2 separate regions of the Triticum aestivum genome follow, and region 2 is linked to region 1. A link is a contact called in public Hi-C data. All regions are on one chromosome and are shown on one strand. The core of a region is the stretch at or near the end of the contact, and the rest is flanking DNA. Distances in the headings are between cores, read along the strand shown. Region 1 holds the start of LOC123181441. Region 2 holds the start of LOC123181443 (3-hydroxyisobutyryl-CoA hydrolase 1).

Region 1 (7,016 bases), core at 122-2,621:
ACGAAGGAAGTACTAGACTTGATGAAATCCGCCAGACTCACGCGGGCGGCGCATCGTGATAAAATTGTTTACGGCTATAGCGCAACTTAGCATATCTAGATAGATATAGTATAGCTCCAGCCCTAACTGCACTTAACACCTTTAGCTAACTTTTGGTAAATTGTATGACCACCTCTGAGTGGGAAAAGGGTCAACAAGATATAACTTGTGTGTAACATCCATTTATACTTTCCCCGCAAAAAATCCATTTATACTTTTTAAAAAGGAAACATATTCTCGTAACTAATACTGGACTTGTTTTTTAGTTTGCGACAAGTGATCACCACATACTCCTACGTTGCATCTAGAGGCATGCACTCGGGGGTAGCTGCGACAGCTGCCGAACCCTGTGGCTCTGCTGCTCTGCATAGCTCGATCTAGCTAAGCTAGTACGGTACAGTATGTACGTATGCGCACCACGACTGCTAAATCCCATCCGTTTAATGCAGGATCACTGCTAGGATTAATAGCCGGTCGATGGAGAGTCAGGTCGAATCAAATATCACATCGATTATACCAGGTACGTGTACGACTCCATCTAACCTATCGGATCATACTCCGGTTTATATTACCGTAAGAATGGCAAAAGTGGTTTGAGGTTAAGTTTCGCATACGTAGTCCTGCTCCATTATTTAGTCAACTAGCCAGCCGGCCACCATCACGAGCAGCCATGTGGGGTCTCTGCGTTTACGCATGTGTGCATTGTATCCTCTGCTCTTGCTGACCTGTTAGACATTTGATTTGTTTTTTCTCGGCACAAGCCGCCCTTTGCTGCAATATAAAACCTCTGCCCGTTCACTAAACAACCGATGAACCGAATGTCATGGATTCGCTTGATTTTCGACGTTTGACGGTGCGCTAGGGCCGGTGGCTCGATGTTGCTAGGGCTTTCCAGGACATGCAGGATCCGAATTAAAAACCAGACACATAATATGCTCGATCCCGGTAGAATTTCCGAACATCGTTTTCGAAATCTACACTGCTAGTTAGGCTTCTTCCGTACTAATAGGAAAATCAGGTACGCGCCTGTAAAGCCACAATGATGGCTGCCCCTCTACTCCATCGCTCCATCGTACTACTCCATCGAGCACGTCGACGCATGCACTGCATGCATGTCTCCCGCCCCCGCGCCCGCCGCGACGAGGGAAAAGATCGACCGCATGCAAGCGCGTGCCACGTGGGGGGCGGCCGTTGGCCCGTCCTGCTGGCCGGCGCAGCGGACCAGGCGCGCGCCGCGTTCCGTGGGGCGCCGGGCCGGACGGCGGAGACCTTCTGGAAGGCGGTCGGGCGGGCCACGCATCCGGCGCGCGCTCCCGGGCCGTCGCGCGAAGCGGTTCGTGCTGCTTGTCTCGGACGGTGCATGCGGCGGCGCAGGCGGGAGGAGGACAAGTGGAGCAGGAGCGAGGCCCACGCGTCATCCGTAGAGCAACGCGCCCGTCCACCCGCTTCCACATGGCTCGGGCATCAAATACTGCCTGCACGCACCCATGCAAGCCGTGCCACCGATACGAGTCTTTATGCTAGGTCAGAGATTTTTTTTTCTTTTCGGAAAAAGACCTAGGTCTATCGATCAAACCACCAGTACAAAACCTAACCCTAAAAAAAACACCAGTACAAAACCCGCTGAAAAATAATGAAACACAAACATGAAATACCTGCTAGCTGCTACATAAAATGATAGAAATCTTTTCCATTTCCAAACGCATGCAATCTCAGTGGAATCACATGTGACGGGGGTGCACCCTTTCCGTGCACGGAGCACTACGTTGGACGTGTCGCAAACACAGTACTGTATGGTGGCATCAGGGCCGACCACGTGTCAGGATAGCTATACTGGGCGCAATCTGCGCCTCGGAATACCTTGTGAAACACGTCTGAGCCCATCCCCCACCCTGTCCCCTACCCCTACCGTTTACCTCACGCACCCAGCCATTCACTGGACGTTTCACTGACCCGGGGGTCCGAGTGCTTCACAGGTCCAACTCGTCAGTGGCTGTAAGGAGAGGTATTGTACATTTTTTTTAAACTAAAGAGGTACTAGTACATATAGGTCTGTACTATCGTGTGCGGTTGGAAGAGATAGGCTCTACAGTTTGGAACTGTCGTCCGCGTCGGTTCCGAAAGTAAAAATCCATCCCTACTAATTTAGGGCATGTCGTGTGCGTGCAAGTAAGCATCGGATGTCCATCTTTTTCCTTTTTGCCGCAAGTTTTCCGGTGGGAAAAATAATGTGTGTCTGCACGCACTACCGGACGTACATGTATAATCGGGGTAATTTCCTGCTTATTTACGAGAAGATAGAATCATGGAAAGCTACTTGGATGGACGGCGACGAAAGATGCTCCGCAAGTTGCATGGTAAACAGATAAAGTGAGAGAAAAGGTGCCAAGGTGACTCTCTAGCGAGTAATTCGTTGACACGTCGATCCCCGTAGAATCTCGTTCTCCGTTCATTCAATGACATGCACCGCGCGATTAGACCTTTCTACTCGTGGTGATTTTGTTTTGCGTTGTATGGATCATATATACGCACATCGATTGATGGATCGGGAAAGCTTGAGCCGGCGAGGGAAAAAAGCGGCTCCGCTGTTTTCTCCGAGTACGTACTACATGCAATATAAGAGCATCTCCAGTCGTTAGCCCTTCAGGAGGCGCTAAAAATCGCTCCCTAGGACGCACCGACGCAAAACGCGCGCTGGGGGCGTGATGCCACCCAGTCGCGGCGCCCACGGATTTTTGTGAAAATTAAAGTGCGGTACAAACATGGCGCAAATTCAACCATTTTCAGCGAGTTCATACATACCTCGGCAAGTTCAAACCAAATTCAACCAAACACGGCGAGAGTTCATACATATTTAAAATATTTTACAAAAAAGAAAAAAACACACTACTAGGCCCGCCGTCTCCCTCGCCTCGCTGCTCGTCGCCGTTCTACATGCCGAGGAGGCTGTAGAACCGCGTGTAGTCGCCGTCGTCGCCTCCGCCGCGGCCGCTGTCCCTGCTGCAACCCTTCCCCGGTTGGCGCGGCGGGTTGGACGGTCCGGCGGCGTCCTCGCGTCCACGCTTGCGGGCGGCGATCTCCTCCAGGGCCCGGCGCTGCCGGACCATCTCGTCGCGGAGGTAGTCGTCGCGCGCCCACCGTAGGGCGTCCTCGTCGGAGAAGCCGTGCCGGGCTAGCTCCTCTAGCTCCTCATACTCCGGGGGGAGGCTGGGCTCCGGTTTGGGCGCGACGAGGACGAGGCGGCCAGAGGTGGGGGTGGAGTCGGCGATGCGGATACCGGAGCTGCGGGTGCGCCGGCTGACAGGCGTGTCCTAGGGCTCCGGCTTGACGGGGCGGAGGCAGGGAGAGCCGGTCAACCGACCGGACGAGGAGGAGGACGCCCTGGGGTCCATGCGCCTCGGCGTCCACGAGCTCCCACGACGGCGGGAGAAGGACGGGGGCTCGGGGTACTCCAGCCTCGGCGTGTTGCCGCCCTCGATGTACTCGAGGACGGCCTCCAGCGTGCGGCCGGGCACGCCCCACCATCGGCGCTGCCCCTCGGAGTTGAGCCTACCAGAGGGCACGACGCCGTTGATGGTCTCGAGCTGCTCGGCGTGACGGCGGCGGAAGTACGGCTCCCAGGGCGGGCTTTCGGGGACGTAGCGCGGCCCCTTCCTCGCCGCCCACGGCAGGGAGGCGCGGATAAGCGCGATCTTCGCACGCCGCGCCGCCCCGGTGGGTGGTGGTGGCACCGGGATCCCGCCGGCGCTGATTCTCCACGCCCCGGGCACTCGCATGTCCGGCGGGACCGGGTACTCGGCCTCGAAGAGGAGCCGAGCTTCGTCCTCATGAAGGTGGCAGCGGCCGAAGCCGTTCGCCGCCGCGCCGTCGCCTGGGAATCGTTCGGCCATTTCTTTGAACTGGGACGGCGAGGGAAGAGGGAGGAAGGGGAGAGAGGGCGCATCGGCGGTGGAGACTCTGTGCGTGCCACCGGCGCGCTGGGGTCGGCTTATATAGGCGGAGGCGCCGCGAGCACGCGTGGCCGCGGCGTCTACGCGTGGCATGCGCGGGGACGCGCGTCGTCACGCCTTCACTGCGCCGCCCATGAGGCATCAATGGCGGAGGCTGACCGGCGCGGCAGCTTTGGCATTGATTCGCCGCGGGAAACGAGGCGATGAGGACGACGAAGCGGCGAGAAGCGAGACGAGTCGCTGGCAAGGAGGGCCCGCGGCTCTTTCGCGCCAAAAACGATTCGCCCGGCGCCCCCGAGCGCCCCCCAGCACGCCGGGTTCGGGTTGGGTCCGCCGATGCCAATTTCGGCCCGAGTCGGCGAAAATTGGGCCCATGAGGACGCGACTGGGCTGATTTTTTGGCGCCGGCGGCCGAGAAGTCGCCTGGAAGGCCTTGTTGGGGGCGCGGGTGGAGATGCTCTAACTTGCATGTACGTAGCACACGCTATGTCCATAGTAGGCGAGCAGCGATAGCTACCATGTGTAACTTGTGTTTCTTTTTACATCGCAATGGGAAAAAAAATGCGTAGTCCTTTTTTCAGAGTAAGATGCGTAGTTCCGGCTCCACATCCATTGGATGCGGACAGGTCAGTAAACACCGAGCCTGAGAAACGTGTTCACGAGAAACGTCTACGCAAATCCAATACTATGTTAATCGATCGACATGCTACAGCGACGCGACGTCTACCAGACCACTCACGTCAGGTAAAGGCACAGAGTAAAATTATATTCTTGATTTTTGTATATGGTAGCTAGGTATATATTTTGCTTGAAACGCATGCTCGTAAGTCCATGCATGCATGGACAGACAATACATACAATATGCATCTTCGTTTGTATTCCGTATATACTATCATGTGGAGCATGCATACATACGCTAATTGGTTTGTGGGTCGGACTGGTCGCAGCATGACACGGGCACGCGCGCTGAATTCTGACTTTTGCTGCAGGCGGTAACGATGTCAACTCATGAACAGTGGATACCATAGAAACCTACCAACAAGCGCGATTTTGTACTGAAAGGAGCAGCAGGATGCATAGTACGTACGCACCGAAGCGCCGACATACCACGCTCGCATTACGCGTACGTGCCTTTCTTTTTTTACGGGTGGCTACACATACGTACCTAAGATGATTTACACCCCCATCGACGTGAATCTCGTTTACAATATATCGCCAAATTTATTATAAGCATGTAAAAGAAGCAAACCACAACTAGATTAACCCTATTTAGAATCGGTGAGAAGCATGTCTACGTGAGGTTCCATTGCAATGCTTGCGACTTGCAAGCGTACCTAACCCTCCCTCCGTTCATAAATAGAAGATGTTCTAACTTTTTCAATAATCAAATGTATATAGGCACATTTTAATGTGTTTATTCACTTATTTCAGTCCGTTTGTAGTGCATATTGAAATATACAAAACATCATATATTCGGAGGGAGTACTCACGTACGCGTGCAAATTATGGCCTCACTGTTGTTTATAGTGAAGTACAACCTTTTTAAGAAGGAAAATAAATGATTGATAAATTTTTGCTTTGTTTCATCCCCTAGAGAAAGTGTACAGATTTTGATGTAGATTGAATATGAAGATTACAAGTTATCCATTTCAATCGAAAAGGATAATATAGTATTTTGTAAAATATCAATCTATTCAATGCATTTGATCTGCATGCTAATATGGCTAGTCCTTTTAAGCAACTTTAAGATTTGTGTAAATTTTCAGGGGGTGTACAAAGCAAAACTCATGATTTGTTTATTGTAAATGTGGCCATAATATAACCAGTCGGGTGCTTGTGAACACAAGGTGTGAAGAAAGAACCAAAATTTGGTTGCGGTGAGATACAAGTAGAATATAACACACATAGGATCTAAATATCTATATCCCGAAATTGTTTGGGGAGATCTCGTAAAGGTTGAAAGATCGCGGAGTAGGATTATCCATGCTCTTGAGGACACAATGTATGACAAAAGAACCATTGTCTGATCGCAAGTAGATAAACATGGAAAATAAACATTTAATTTCTAGGATTATTTGGTAAATCTCATAAAGGTGGGTAGGTCGTAGAATGAGTAAAGCGCTTGCGAACACGAGGTGTGACGAAAGAAGAATTGTCTGGTCATAGTCAGATCTGAGTCAAAGTAAAAGATATGGGAAATAAATGTTTTAACTCTTGACATTGTTTTGTAATTTTTGTAAAAGCGGGTAGGTCGTAAATTTGGATTAGTAACGCGCTCGCGAACACGAAGGGTGACGAAAGAACAACTGTCTGGTCTCAATCAAAGTAAATGACATAGAAAATAAATGTTTTACCTCTTTTATCAAATTTATTTTACAAAAAATGTAAAAGTGGTTAGGTCGCAAAGTAGGGATAGTCAGGCGTTTACGGACACGAAGAGTGACGAAAGAACCGATGTCGGGTTGTAGTCGGGTCTGAGTCAAGTAATATAGATAAGTATCCAGTCTGTAATGGCCTGTTTTGGCATACTAAAAAAATATATTCCCACCCTAGAAAAGTTACATAATTCCCTTTTACTGCACATAAAAATTACAGCCTTCACCTGGTAGGTAAATAAATACTTGCTTTTTTTGAGAAACAAATAAATACTTGCTACAAAACCATTTTAAAGCTGTGGCTACGGGCTATGACGTGTGACTGACAGATGGGGCCCGCCAACCCATCCTCGTTCCCGTCCCGTTTCATTTCCCCGTCCCCGTCCTCTCCTCTCGCTCCCCCGTCGTGTCACCGCCCCGAGGGACTCCAAAACTGAAGCACTCTCTCTCATCCCCTCCTCTCCCCTCCCCTCTTCTCTCTCTCTCCCTCCCTCATCGGCTGCGCTCCGCTGCTTCCTCCCCACGCTAGAGCGAAACCCCAACCCATCTCCGTCTCTCTCCGGAGGACTGGTTGCGGATGGACGGCGCCGCGCCGCTCGCCGCCGGGCGGTAGGGCTCGCCCCGATCGGCGAGGGGGCGGTGGGGTGGGCCC
Region 2 (6,867 bases), core at 3,872-6,371, 210 kb before region 1:
TATTTAGTTATGAAATAAATCATTTTAACATGGCATTTGAGCAAATTAAAGCAAACACCAATTTAAACATTTTAACATGGATGAAAGTGGCATATTATGAAACTAGATGAAATTCTAAGCATTTTACATGTATAAAACATTTTAATCCGATGCACGGTTGATTAGTTATTAGATGCATGAACACTAGGGGGTTTTCCATAAAACAGACAACTCTGGAAATTAGACAAATTCGCAAACTGGAAAAAAACATGAACTGGGCCGAATCTGTATTTGGGCGAGGGTTGCTCACATTGGGCCAAGCCCAGCTGGGGCAGAGGGAGGCCGGTTGAAGGGGAGGCAGAGGTGGGCGCTGGCCCTTGGCGAGGCAAGAGGAGGCCCACGCGCGGTCAACGGGAGGTGTCGAGGCAGAGGCATCGCCCTCCTCTGCCTGAACTGGTGTTGCTCGATGCAGCGAAGGAGACCGGCGGCTGGGCGACAGAGTGAACGAGATCCGGTGGAGGAGGCGACGGGCGCGCAGAGGTGGAGCGGTTGCCGGGACTTGGCCAACTGCTGCTTTTGCTGCGGCGACGAGGCAGCGAGGCGAGGGACTTGGCGCTCGAGACGGACAGGAGGGCGTCGTCCTCGTCAGGAACCGTTGAAGACGATGGCGACAGGGACTGCGGCAGGCGACGGCGCAGCTTGGGCGGCGGAGCTTGGTGCGGCGCTAGGGAAGAAGCAGAGGAGGAGCTCGGGGTCAAGACTCTTGCTCGATCTGAAGGTGGCGCGAGGAAGCACTGGACGGCGACGAAGCAGAGGAACGGCAACATGGCGCGGCGGCGGGAACTTGGGGCACCGGAGGTGGGGACGGCGACAACTTGGCGAGGCGGCGCTGGCGGGTTGGGGACTAGCTCCCGGCGACGGGGCGTGATGCAGGGGAGGCAGACGAGGCGCTGGCGTTGCGTCTCCCCGTGCAGAGAACGAGTGGGCCAGGCAGGGAACCAGGCGCCCGATGGCTTGAAGATGACGCGGCGGCGGACTTGGCGTGGCGGCTCCAGGCGATGGGAATCGGCCGGATCCGAGGCCAGGGCGACGGTGGAGCTCCGTTCTGAGGTAGCCCGTGGGCGGAGACGAGGCGGCGTCCTGGTTCAAAGAGAGAGATGTGAGAGGAGGGACTAGAAATCGGGGGAGGGGAAGGAAGGAGCGACGCGGGGCTCATCTGCTGGTTCGGTCGGCCGGCGCCGAGGCGGGCGAAGTGGCCGTCGGGGTCACGGAGCTTGTGCGCGAGAAGAGGAGCTCGGGGGGCGAAGGACGAAGACGGGAGGCTGGTGCCTTGGAGGCTCGCTGTGGCTCGGGCAAGGATGGTGGTTGGCTGCTGCGATTTGGGCGGCGCTGAAAAACAGGGAGGGGGTCAGAGAGGATTTTGGATCGGGAGGAGATCCCGATGAAGATGGAGACCGGGTGGAGGAAAATGGCGGCGGGGAGGAATGGATGGATGGGACGGCTAGGTTCTAGGGTTAGGTAGGTTTACACTGATTATATAGTAGGTGGGTTTTTAGTTAGGGGATAATCTGGTCCATCCGATCACGATCAAACAGCTCCGGGAAAATAGGTTAGGAAGTGCAAACAAAGGACGGGAGATATTTTTAGGGACGTTTGAAGATGATCCGTGCCCAACAGCAATGACTGTCCGGGTCGGGTTCGGGCAAGGTTTTTGGACGCGCGCGAGGGATTTGCGGGATGTGCAGAGAGGTTTGGAAGCCAGGCAAGAGGGAAACAAAATCTGGTTGGTCTCGGAACGGTCAACGAAGGCAAGGGGCAACGCGGCAACTACGAACAGATGCAAGCTTTATGAAAACATGTAGATGCAATGTGCATGATGCTATGAGATGAGATGCAACAAACAAATAAATATCACAGCTGACTCGCAAAACAAGGAAGGCACCTGGAGCGTCGGTCTTGGGGCGTTACATGTGTCTCGTGGTTGGAGCTTCCGACAGATTGATGTGAGCAATGCCTTTTTACATGGGTTCTTGGACGAAGATGTGTACATGCAGCAGCCACCTGGGTTCAAGGATGCCACTTATCCCTCTCATGTCTGCAAACTTCAGCGGTCTATTTATGGTCTAAAGCAGTCGCCTCGTGCCTGGTATGCTCGTTTGAGTCAGCGCCTTTCGCAGCTCGGTTTTGTTGCCTCCAGATCAGATGCATCTCTGTTCATCTTCTCCCAGGGTAAAATACAGATATACATGCTAGTGTACGTTGATGATATTGTGATTGCTGGCTTTAACCCCGCGGTGGTGGATCGTCTTGTGCAGTCGTTGTCTGCTAGCTTTCCATCAAAGATTTGGGTCGCCTCGAGTACTTTCTTGGTTTGGAAGCGTCATTTCATTCAGGGGGCATGACCTTGACGCAGAAAAAGTATGCTTTGGATCTTCTTCATCGCGTCAACATGGAGAACTGCAAGGCCAGTTCCACTCCGCTTGCTACTTCCGAGAGTCTCTCACGTCATAGGGGTGCACTACTGGGTAGAGATGATTCTTTTCGGTATTGCAGTGTGGTTGGAGCACTTCAGTATTTGACCCTCACTCGTCCTGATATCTCCTTCGCAGTGAACAAAGTGTGTCAGTTCCTGTCTCAGCCAACGAAGGATCATCGGGAAGCAGTCAAGCGTATTCTGAGATATGTCAAAGGTACGCTAGACATGGGACTACGGATTCGTAAGTCCAGATTTACTGGAGTGATTATATTCACCGATGCAGACTGGGCAGGCTGTGTTGATGATAGGCGCTCCACTGGTGGTTTTGCTATATTTGTTGGACCTAACCTTGTATCTTGGAGCTCGAAGAAGCAACCCACAGTCTCAAGATCAAGCACCGAGGCAGAGTATAAGGCATTGGCCAATGGCGCAGCTGAAGCCATTTGGATAGACTCAGTTCTCACAGAACTTGGAGTCCCCCGGCAGCGCACTCCTATATTGTGGTGTGATAACTTAGGGGCAACTTACCTGACGGCGAATCCAGTGTTTCATGCTCGGACCAAACACATTGAGATTGATTTCCATTTTGTGAGGGAACGAGTAGCTGCTTGCGAACTGGAAGTCGGGTTTATTTCTACAGATGATCAGTTAGCAGTTGTATTTACTAAACCCGCTACTAGACAGATGCTAGACCGTTTTAGAACCAATCTAAATCTTGTATGTAGTTCAGATTGAGGGGGCATGTAAAGTAGGGTCTAGTGTATTGTCCTTGTACACGTATTCGTATACGTATGTAATTGTAATTGTGATCATCCATATATTGAGACGTGAGGCTGGATGTCAACCACACACGCAAAACCCTAAACCCTGTGTTTAACTCCGACGTGCTTCGCACACAGGTGGCTGGCGGGTGTATGTTTCTCCAACTTTAGTTGAATCGAGTTTGACTATGGCCGGTCCTTGTTGAAGGTTAAAACAACACACTTGACGAAAAATCGTTGTGGTTTTGATGCGTAGGTAAGAACGGTTCTTGCTAGAAGCCCGTAGCAGCCACATAAAACTTGCAACAACAAAGTAGAGGATGTCTAACTTGTTTTTGCAGGGCATGTTGTGATGTGATATGGTCAAGACGTGATGAGATATAAATTGTTGTATGAGATGATCATGTTTTATAAAAGTTATCGGCAACTGGCAGGAGCCTTATGGTTGTCGCTTTATTGTATGAAATGCAATCGTCATGTAATTGCTTTACTTTATCACTAAGCGGTAGCGATAGTCGTAGAAGTAATAGTTGGCGAGACGACAACGACGCTACGATGAAGATCAAGGTGTCAAGCCGGTGACGATGGAGATCATGACGGTGCTTTGGAGATGGAGATCAAAGGCACAAGATGATGATGACCATATCATGTCACATATTTTGATTGCATGTGATGTTTATCCTTTGTGCATCTTATTTTGCTTAGTACGGCGGTAGCATTATAAGATGATCCCTCACTAAATTTCAAGGTATAAGTGTTCTCCCTGAGTATGCACCGTTGCTACAGTTCATCGTGCCGAGACACCACGTGATGATCTGGTGTAATAAGCTCTACGTTCACATACAAGGCATAAGCAAGACCGGGCATTGAGGCATACAAGGGATATGTCAATTCGCTAAACTTTCATAGCAAGGAACATGTCCTTCCACGAGCAACACTGCCTTGCTAGGCTTCATAGCAACGAACTGACAAAAGAATATCTTAAAATTTTACCTATAAAACTTGGTAAGAGTGAGCGAGAAAATCATAAATTTTGGTTGAAAAATCCTAAGTTTCAATAATCGAAATTGAAAACTTACTATGCTCTCGTGCGGGATTCAACTACTTTGCGAATCGCGTGGCAATCGAGTGGCCGGGCAAGGTTTGACAGGTGTGTGCCCCAGCACCTGCTTGCCCTTGCGGGTTCCGACCATCTACATAGTACTTAACACTCAAAACATGTGCACACAAAGAGCCTGACTCTTGAAGTGGTCGCTAACATTGTTTTGCTAAGATAGTGCCATGGTGTGCACTCCACCTTCCCCTGACCGCCACGACCAGTCAGTATGGATGGATTGGTGGCCCGCCAGTTCCGTAACATCTCTAGTTCGCTGTTTGCCTTGTTGGTATGGATAGCTGGCCCATCAAACAGTGGAAGTAGTCTTTCTTCCGTCACGGAACTGGCAACCCAACCGTAGTGTGATGGTGTGCATTCCTCCTTCCCCTGGCCGCGGCTTGGCTTCAAAAAATCTGAAATTTGAAATATCAAATTTGGGTGCCCCTTGTACGTGTTCAGTTTCGTGGGGAGTGGATGCCCGTGGTAATTCTTGTTTAAATGTTTAAAAATTCCTATGTATAGGAAAAAAAATTAGATAGACCGTATGTCGAACCATATTTCCTTTGCCACGGATATCACGGACACCCATTTCCCATGAAACTGAATATGGATGTACAACGGGCACCCAGGTTCGATATCACAAAATTTCAGAATTTTTTAAAATTTCTGATATTCTTTTAATGCTATGCCCATATAGGGATGTGTGGCACATGAGAGCTGCAATGCATTTTCCAAATTCCAATGATGTGTGCCCTTCTACTTCCCCTGGCCGCCGCAGCCTGTCGTATGGCGAGTCAGTATGGATTGTTGGCTCGCCAGTTTCATAACATCTCTAGCTGTTGCCTTGTTGGTATGGATGGCTGGTCCACTAGTCAGTGGAAGTAGTCTTTCTTTCGTTACGGAACTGGCAACCCAACCGTAATGTGATGGTGTGCATTCCTCCTTCCCCTGGCCGCGGCTTGGCTTCGGGTCTCCTCATCGAGTCCAACTCGAAAGGCTCCACTGCTCCAGGCGCTTCGCTCCAGCAGCTGACGACATGGCCTCGCCGGCGAGCGGCGATTCCGATCAGGTCCGTCGCCTCCTCCTCCTTCCCACTACTCCTCTCGCCGCCCAGTTCCCAATCCGTTCGGTCGCACATGCCCATACGATGCGGAAAGCTCGCTCCCGCCACCGCGACTCCGCCTTCCTGTCTCAGATCGAGCAAAACAGAGTAAGCTTGATCTGGGGGAGACACACACACACAGACGCAGATGGCACCGCCCAGTCGGTGGATCCACGGGGTGGTGCGGTGAGGGCCGAAGAAACGCGGATGGGGAGGCAGCGAGGAGCCCCGGCGCTGGGAGGCGGGGGATGCGCGGCCGCGGGGGCTAGGCACGGGGTGGGAGCGGGCAGCGACATGAGGCCGTGCGGGATAAAGGAAGTAGAAACGGGGTCGAGCAGTTGCGGCTCGCCGGGACAAAGGAAGAAGATCCGTTTGGCCCGGCGGGCACTGTGCTGGGCGGTGGGCTGTGGCCACGATGACGGGGCACTAAGCGGCTGGATGAAGAAGAGTGAGGTGGGGAAGGAGTCGCTGGACTACCTACTGCTATCAGAGAGATTAGAGGAGAGAAATTGAGAGCATGATGGTTTGATGCCAAAAATTGGCATGCCAACATTTGGCAAATGCCAAATATTGGCTAGTGTTTGGTTGGTTATCAATTTTATTTGCCAACCTCACAAGAAGTTGCCAATTTTTGGCAACTTTTGATATAGCCAATTGTTAGCTTGCCAAGTATTGGCAATGCCAAATCTTGGCATCAAACCAATTAGCCTCTGAGAGAGACTTAGGCGATGCTGCTGCTATGTGTATGCCGCTGAGAAATCAGAGGGAGTAGAAGATAAATTTTTGTGGTCCGCTGCTGCTATATCTATTGATGGGCTGCTGCTGCTAATGCATATACAGAGAGAGACGCTTGATGCTGCTATTTTCATTAATGTGCTGCTGCTGCTATGTCTCTAAATCATTTGAATTATGAATTACATGTTGTATGGATGCTCGGCTGTATCATGTGGTATGGCCATATGGGAAAACCAGCTGTTCGAATTACAAAGGTTTACAATGGTAGTTATAGCCTTATAGGATAGGATATTATTAAAATATAGATGAATGGAATATATGGGAGATGTTTTAGGGGAGCTTCTGGAGTTTAACAAATTTTAGGGGAGTTCCCGGTTACAAAATATACGGGGAGAAATTTTAGGGAAACTGCTGTACTTGCTCTTACAGCTGCCACTCCATTCCATTGCATGCAGGTCATCTTGCTTTACTCGTCTGTGCCCGGCCGGGTAACTTAGCTTCAGTTCAAATGTTAGATTAGGCTAACCATGGTCGTTTGTTGTAGCTGCAGTCTGGCGGATTCCTATCGGAGTGTGTTTTCCCCTTTCGCTTGACTAACGTCTAGTGTGTAGAGATAACCAGAGAAATGGCTCGTTAGATAGATTGATTACAGATCGTGCGGGGAAGACTATAATAAATTGCCCGAATTTAATAATAGCGCTACTTTTTAGTTTGACTA

The links. Hi-C and Micro-C count contacts between places; a contact is called where the count stands out from the background.
Region 2: a Hi-C map of leaf shows a contact between it and region 1, with 2.7 times the contacts expected there. The contact joins the promoter of LOC123181443 here to the enhancer-like site in region 1. A contact is called at or near these places in 2 of 5 Hi-C or Micro-C datasets (both in leaf).

What each region holds. Positions count from the first base shown.
Region 1 is chr1D:274,826,551-274,833,566 of IWGSC CS RefSeq v2.1, reverse strand. LOC123181441 reads left to right here and starts at 6,765. Exons shown (of 11, transcript XM_044593700.1): 1 at 6,765-7,016. Within about 2 kb of position 1,371, at least 6 of the 8 cell types and tissues checked have an H3K27ac peak or open chromatin away from gene starts, as enhancers often do. A contact at or near this core is called in leaf, where this site is marked.
Region 2 is chr1D:275,043,903-275,050,769 of IWGSC CS RefSeq v2.1, reverse strand. LOC123181443 (3-hydroxyisobutyryl-CoA hydrolase 1) reads left to right here and starts at 5,121. Exons shown (of 14, transcript XM_044593701.1): 1 at 5,121-5,381. The coding sequence starts at 5,349.